Regions from separate parts of the Rattus norvegicus genome. Here region 2 is linked to region 1. A link is a contact called in public Hi-C data. All regions are on one chromosome and are shown on one strand. The core of a region is the stretch at or near the end of the contact, and the rest is flanking DNA. Distances in the headings are between cores, read along the strand shown.

Region 1 (3,935 bases), core at 444-2,943:
GTCATTCTCAATCACAGATCTTCATACCTGCTCCCACTACCACATGGCCACCCTTGCTCCAAGCAAACCGTGAAACAACAGTAAGTGTAAGATGTGTGAAATCGCTTGCTGTAGTTCGAGTGTTCATATCGCTCTAATCGACACGCCTGTGGACTTTGTGAAGAGCAGTACTTTAGTAACTTCTGGTTTGGGTGTCCTGCTCCGAAGCTTGCACTGATGCCAGTTCCTCATTCCTCCCTCCCAAAGGACCAACTTAACATAGTCCTTTGTAAGTCCAGGCCAGATCTGACCATGGGTGCCTGCACCTGGACTCCTTGATCGCAGCTCTTGAACATCAGTGCACCCATCCCCAAGGACAGGGACTCAAACCCTGAGTCACTAAGCAGCAACCTGCTACATAAACATAATAGAAGTTGGGCGATTCACCTTCCATTGCGTCCCAGACGGGCACCGCCTTCCCAACGCCCAGACAGGGTTCTTTCCCAGCCAGCTTGCCTGCACAAACCACCCAGGGTTGCTTCGGGGCCACAAACGCGGGGACTCCGGGGCAAGTATTACCCCAAGACTGGGACTAAACCCTGGCACGTACAGCTGAGCTCCGTGCCTCTCAACCCGATGACCCCCATCCCATCTCAAAAGAACGCTGTGGCAATGGATGCATGTTTCCTCCTCCTAGCGCTGGAGGAGGGGCCCCCACTAAGCGCCAGGCTGAGGGGAGGCGACGGTGTGGGTGACATTTTCCCCATCTCACTGCCTGCTGTAAAACTGTGCACTTCTCTTTCCGGGAGAAACAGACACGAGTTAGCTCAAACGAATTCAGCCCGCTAGCATAAATAAAAGGGAGAAATGCCTCCTGAGGCCTACTGTGCGCAGAAGAGCCTACTGTGCGCACTCCCCGCGGCCCCCTGAGGCCTCGGTCCCTGCTGGATCGGGGTCCCCCCGCGGTAGGAACCCGGGATACACCGGAAGAGCGGGCACTCCCTGGGGCCTGTGCCTAGAACGACCGAGGCGGGCAGGGGGCAGGCGGAAGGAACAGAAAGACATGGAGGGAGGGGACTTAAGGGGACGACGACGCAGAGCGGGCGACATGGAGGGCGGGGGACTAGAAAAGGCTGAAGGATCAGGACTCTGGAGGGCGGCGAGGAGATTCGAGGCACTGGGACTCTGGAAGCCTGGAGCGAGGGGCTCAGGAAGGGAGCAAACAGGAACTCTGCAGGAGGAGGAGGAGGAGGAAGCCGCCGCCCGCGCCGCCGCCCCCGCGCCGCCACGGCCGGGAAAGTAGGCCCAGCGCGGAGGGGCCCGGCCGCGGCGCCCGTATCCGTCCGCCCTCGCTGCGCCCGCCCGGCCAGTCGCCGCCGCCCGCCCTCCGCGCCGCTCCCGGCGCACCCCGCGCCCATCCGGGGACTAGGCGGCCGCCGCGGGCCTTACCGGACTCGCCGCGCGCCGCGCCGTCCCGGGGCTTCGGGGGGCGGCCCCGCGGCATCGTCGCGGCGGCCCACCCCTCACTCGCGCTCTCCCTCGGCGGGCGCGCACGCGCGGCACCGGCGGGCGGGCGGGCGGGCTGCGGCGGCGGCCGGACCCAGCCCGCCGGGCTCACAGGGCGACGGCGCCCGGACGCGCGGGCAGCAGCGCTCGGACCGCGCCGGCCTCGGCGGGTTCCATGGCCCGCGGGCCGCGGCGGGGGCGTTGGGAGCGGGCAGTGGGGGCGGGGGCGCCGTTTTGCGCATGCGCGGCCCGACAGGCGGCGGCGTCACCTAGCTCGGCGATCCGCTGGCCTGCAGGCCCTGGGCCTGGGCTTGGTTTGCAATGTTTCTCCGCGGCTTCCCGGCGCTCCATCCCGGACCTCGAACGCCGGTCAGGACAACCAACCCTCTCACCCCCAACTCCCCAGGAAATGGAAGGGTCCTGACGTGGTTTGCTTGTCCTACGTTCGCCTACGTTCACTTGATTTCGAGCCTACCTCTGTGTAGGGAAAGTGTCCCAGCACAGCCTCCTACTCCGGACTTTTTTTAAGCATCCGGTCTTTGGAGTGATGAAAGACCTGGGAAGGATACCTGACGCAGAGAAGCTCCTGGAAACAGGCCGACTTCAATAACTCCCCTTAAAGGCTCCATTTAAGCCTCAAAGTTTACCGTTTCTGGTGCATCTTCTTGTATGACTTGCTGTTGTGCCTTTTGGCTCCAGCTTGTGATTGATTCACAGCGGCACAGCCTGAAGCCATGTTAAGAATCCAGCAGGGTGTGTGACACACCTCTAATCCCAAAGCTTGGGAGACTGAGACTGCAAGGTCGGAAAGTGTAATGTAAAGTCTACATGGTAAGTTCCAGGCTTAAGTGAGACCTCTTCTCAAAACGTAAAAATAAAATCATCAAAGAGCAGAATGAGTATTTACTCCAGTAAGCCAGAAGTAGTGTAGGGTCTCAGAATTCTTTTTTTTTTTTCTTTTTTTCTGAGCTGGGGACCGAACCTAGGCAAGCGCTCTCCCACTGAACTAAATCCCCAACCCCGGGTCTCAGAATTCTTAATGAGGAAGTTCAAAGACCCCATGTTTACCAACTACCTGATGAACCTACAAGTTGCAAGCTTAGAACCCACCAGTATGGATGCAACAAGAAAGACACAAAACTGGAACAAATTAAGCCAAAAGGTTTATAAGATCTAAAGAGAAAACAGATTATACATCAAATGTTAGAATAGGAGTTTTAAAAGCCTTGGGATAGGGAGCTGGCACCCTGGCCCCTGAAGCCCAGAGGAGACTGCGTCCACAAGACTGAACTCTCAACACCTCCTCATATGTGCTGTGGCCCCCAAGCCCTCACACAATAATATGTTTTTAAAACAACCAGAGTAGTTTTGAGAACAAGATTGGTTACGATTTAGACAGTGGGAAAACGGGTTTGATGTGAGTCGTAGGAAATGGTTGCTTTTTAGCAGGCAGGGACAACTAAGGAAAGTTCAGGTAAAAGCCAGGGTAACGGGGTTGGGGATTTGGCTCAGTGGTAGAGCACTTGACTAGGAAGCGCAAGGTCCTGGGTTTGGTCCCCAGCCCCGGGGAGGGAAAAAAATATATATATATATATATATATAAGCTTAATTGAAAGATACTTTAAGAAAGTCAGTGAGTACAGACATTTGCTACACAAACCTGGCGACCTGAGTTTGAGTCTCAGAATCCTTGTGAAGGCTGAGAGAGCTCTCTCCACTGTTGCATTTGGGCCTCCTCAGGACCAACTTAGCATATGTGCCCACACGAGCTCAGGCATGCAGGGGGACACAAGCTATTTCTAGTCATAATTGGTTTTGGAAACAGTATTTCACTGTGTATCCAAGCTGGCCTCTAGCTCATGTTCCTGCCCCTCAACCTTATGAATAGTAGAGTTGCAGGTATGGATTGCAGGGATACCATTGCACCTGGCACTCAGGTGACAGAAATCAAAGAGTCACTTCCAGGATCTGCCAGCGGGGACTAACAAATATTAACCTAGCGGATGCCTTTAAGTAAATCTGTAGTCCTTAGTAGAGAACGCCTCTGGTCTTTACAGTAGTCAGTCCTATGAGCTGTCACGTACAGGGGAAGAAACTAGATGAAAGAAGTTAAGAATTTTTGCTAAAGGCCCCCGTGAACTTTAAGCAGATCCAGGGCTGGAAACCCACAGTTATTCTAATTCTGCCTCTGGTTGTATCCACAGGAAAGTCCATTTCCATATGCATTGAAGCTAAAGGAGAAAACTTTAACAGGAGTGGGGACTAGAGAGGTTACTCAGCAGTCAGAGCAGGCACTGTTCACTGGGGACTCAAGTTCAGTTCCTAGCACTCATTTTGGCTTGCTTATAACCACCTGTAACTTCAGCCACAGGGGACCTAACAACCTCATTTGGCTACTGGAGGCAGTGCACTTGTGTACAAACCCACACAGAAACATAATTTAAATTTCT
Region 2 (3,935 bases), core at 538-3,037, 230 kb after region 1:
TGATTCGCGGGCCGTTCCTCGCGGGCCTCCTCCCTCTGCGCCCCCTCCTCGGCGGAAACACACGCATGCACACGGAAACATCTCACTCTCAGCCAGGCCCCCGCCCGATTGCCAGCTCTGCCAGGGTACAAGCGCCGCCCTTTGCAGCTCGTCCGCACAGGAGTTTCTATTGCAAAACCAGTGGCCAGGGAGGGCCCCCGAGCTGTAGGAGCAGCGAGGGTAAGCACGAGGAAAAGCCACCGCGAAAGGTAACCGCCCGGATCTTGGCGCTGATTGTTCGGCAGAGCCAACTCGGGCGTCTTGGCCCGAATGCATCTCCAATGCGGAGTTATCACGCTCAGCAGCCGAACAATATGGCCAAGAGCCTGGTGGGAGAAGATAGTGCCCCTCCGCAGGCCACAGCTCCCCTGGCCTACGTCACCGCGGATCGCGGGGCGCGCTCCCCGGCCCCTCCTCCTCTCTCCTCCTTCTGCTCCAGCTCCCCTCCCCCTCCCCCAGCCCCTCCCTGCCAAGTACCAAGAAAGCTTTGGGGGAGTCAAATCAAGATTTTGATTCATAGACTCACTACATTGTCACTAACTACGACCCACGGAGGGTAGTTATAGGGTGGGGTGGGGCACAAATGAAGTTTTCAGGACCAAAGCAAAATGAGTCGAACTTTGAAGACACAAGTAAACAGCCACTGAAATAAACGAGTGCAGTCCAAGCTCCACTCTGCCCCAAAACGGTCCTGTTCTTCCCGAAGCATGCGGACTCCCAGACTCGCTCCCGTGAAGTTCAGGGGACACGCGCGCTTCTGAGGCCGCGGGCAGGGTGAACACCGTTTGGTCTGGGCTTGAGGCTCGGCGTCCAGGTGTTTGAGCCGGCTGGACAAGCATCCCAAGCACGTCTGCACGTATGGGTGTGTGTGAGGGGGTGGTGCGCGCGTAAACAGCCTCCAGGAGCTGGAGCTGCGGCAACCTGAGACCTTAAGCTGAGGGGCGACCACTAGCCGCCGACGTCGTGATTCAGGGCTATTAGGGGAGGAATTATCTGGGTCTGAGTCATCGTGAGCCTCCAGACTTTCTCCGCAGTGTGGCAGAACTTTGTGCTGATGAGACAATAGTGGAGCGTGTGCGTTTCCTACAGGGCAGACCATTCCCGGGCTGGGGGAAGCCTCAGGCCTGCTACGGCCGTGGACGCTGGGTCCCCTTCTCTGCACGGTGCAGTCCCTCCGAGCCCTGCTGGCGCCTGGGCCCCCGCGGGGCCGGTGCGTCCCGGGCGCGCGCGCGGCTCGCGGAGGGGGGCCGGGCGCGTGGCTGGTCCCGCGCGTCCTCGCGCGTCCCCCGCGCCAGGGCGCAGCTGGCGCGGTCGGTCTAGAGCAGCGCTCGGCACCGCGCCGCGGGCGCTCGGCTTCACCTTCAGATGCGCGGGGCGTGCGCGTCCTCCTCCTGGGGCCCGCCGCCTCCCCGCCAAGGTAGGGGCCGTAGGGCGGGGGTGCTTCCTGACTCAGAGGGGGGAGGACCCGCAGGCAGGGCTGGGAAGGTCGGGACCCACTACGTGCGCAAGACCCTGCGGTGCCCCGTGGGGTGGGGGCGCGCTGGGCAGGGGGCGCGCCCTGTAGAAGGTCTCTGGCGCCAGGAGGGCGACTTGGCTTTCTGTGTTGGTAGTTACTCTGCTCTGCAATTCCAGGAGAGAAGAAGATGAAACTTCGGGCGGCGGGGCGAGCGCCCGGGAGGTGGCTTTTACCGCAGTGGAGGGGCGGGGTGGGGGCCGGGGTGGGAGCGCGGAAGAGGCTCTGGCTTTGTACACTTCGTCAAAGGCGACGCGGGAGGAGGGGAGCTCGGATGCGCTCTCATCCATTAGGAGACAAAGAGCAAATTGCCTTACTTTAAAGTAAAACGCTCTGGCTAATGAAGGTGGGTGATGGGCGGCGGGGCCGAAGGAGCCGTTTCAATTATTAAGGGTTTGGCGGAGGGGATCGATGCCTGTGGGCACAGAGCGCCGCTGCCTTGGGGACGACGGGTTTGCGTATTTGTGTTTGGTGGTGGTGGTCAGCGGGGAGATTTGAGTGACCCCCAGCACTGAAGAAGTGGGATCTCTAGAAAGGGAAGTTCGCGTAGAGGTGGGGGCGGGGGCGAGGTTCTGGAAATGACTCGCAGTGGGTTGGGAAGGAGATCAGCGCGGCGGGGACTCCACGGAATTGCGATTTGCCTTGCCGGGCTATGGCAGAATGGGGGGTGGGGGGGCTTATTGATAGCCATATATGTGTGCATATTTGCACACACATACACACGAATTACACCCGGGTGTATGAAAGAGGACGCAGTGGGGTGTACGTTGCGGGGGTGGGGTAGGGGTTGGAAAGGCGCCTCTTCTGCCATTTCCAGGGAGAACATACCGAATAGTTAAGATCAGTATTTAGATTAAACCGCCTCGTCAAGTTTTAAAGAAACTTTGTCTGAATAAGTTTGTTAAAAGCCAGGCCAGTGGGGTCTTTAAAGCCAGCGGTTCATGGAGGAAGGTCGGTGGTGCGATGAGTATCAGGTTTTGTGAGTGGGGAAGCCGGTGGATCCCTGCAATTAGGACTCCAGAGAACCAGCCTTTTACCCGAAAAAATGTGGGTCTGTAAGTCAGCCGCATCCATCACCAGCGTTAACAAGCTCTCCACAGCCTACCAGTCCAATTCTCCCAACCCCCAGCTCCGGACTGTGTGTAGCCAACTCATTGCCTGGCTTGCTGATGAAGAGTCCCTTGGTCTCTGGGTGAGCACAGACCAACTTGCTCGGCCCCTTCTTTTAAAATATATTCATTCGGTGTCTTATTTAATCCAGATGCACAGAAAGCCATTTACTGCTTTATTGTTGGTTTACTTTTTTTTTTTTTTTTGAAAAGGCGACTGGTGTAACCTGTGGAATTTGAAATGCAAATAAAAGCCCGTGGGAGTTGAGGCAGAACAAATCGGCACTTATAAAGTGAAAAAGATTTCATGTCTTTGAAATCATTGCAGGAGGAAAAAGAACTGGAGGGGAGTGTGATTATTCCCCCCAGAGAGTGGATTGTGACGTCAGGTCTTTTTGGAAAAGATGTTATTTTTAAGGTCCTGAAGCCTGGGTATGTGAAGTGCTTTACAGGAAAAACAGATTACAAGATTAACATCTGTTAACATGATCGTTTATCTCCAGCCAAAAATAGGTCAGTTCTTTCTTAAGGAAACGTGCTTGCTTCAGCAAGCTTAAATAATAAAATAACGACGCCAAAAATTAGGACTGAACATTTGTTATAACCTAACTCGTGGAAACAATTTTTAATTATTAAATCAATCAAAGGTCAAAGTCCTTTTTGGGGTGTTGAGAACAACTCTACTCCGAGTCTACCCGCCCCGATGACTGACCCCCCCTCCCCTTCCTCCGGGCTCCCTTCTGGCTGCCCATTTTCCTTTTCGTCCATTGTGGAAGTAGGGGGTATATTTAAATGGTATTCTCTGACTCTGGCCACGTTAGGGAGACAGACTCTGCGTAGATGGCTAACTTTTCAAAGCTCTGCTGTTGTTTTATCATTAAATGGAACGACACGGAGGGGAGAGAGAGAAAAGAAACTGCCTTGCAAAGTCTCCCTGCCCCCTGGGTTTGAGTGACGGCTCTGTCGGCCAATCCGCAGCAGCTTTCTCTATCCCGGAGGTAATTTGGGGTGTGTGTGTGAGCGCGCGCACGCTCGACCACGCGCCCGTGTGTCGGCCCAGAGTCGGGCCAGAGGCGCGCATCCGCAGGCTCCCGCATTTGCACAGATGTGTGCTGTAGACGTGGACACGCTTTTATCCAAGTCTGTCCAGCTAGATGCGCACGCAGCAGTCCAAGTGGAGACCCTGCCCCCCTCCCAACGTCTTCCTGCGAAGACTGGGCAGTAGAGACACTTTCAGATTCAAGTCGAAACCTGCCACATGGAAGGGAAAGAGG

The links. Hi-C and Micro-C count contacts between places; a contact is called where the count stands out from the background.
Region 2: a contact with region 1 is called in a Hi-C map of hepatocytes, with 2.1 times the contacts expected there. The contact joins the promoter of Zfp516 here to the promoter of Zfp236 in region 1. A contact is called at or near these places in 2 of 12 Hi-C or Micro-C datasets (frontal cortex and hepatocytes) and 1 of 1 datasets of contacts at active chromatin or transcription factors (oligodendrocytes).

The regions. Positions count from the first base shown.
Region 1 is chr18:78,345,531-78,349,465 of GRCr8, forward strand. It overlaps Zfp236 (zinc finger protein 236), which reads right to left and starts at 1,694. Exons shown (of 31, transcript NM_001427206.1): 1 at 1,429-1,694. The coding sequence starts at 1,483.
Region 2 is chr18:78,571,775-78,575,709 of GRCr8, forward strand. Zfp516 (zinc finger protein 516) reads left to right here and starts at 1,788. Exons shown (of 6, transcript NM_001191695.2): 1 at 1,788-3,935.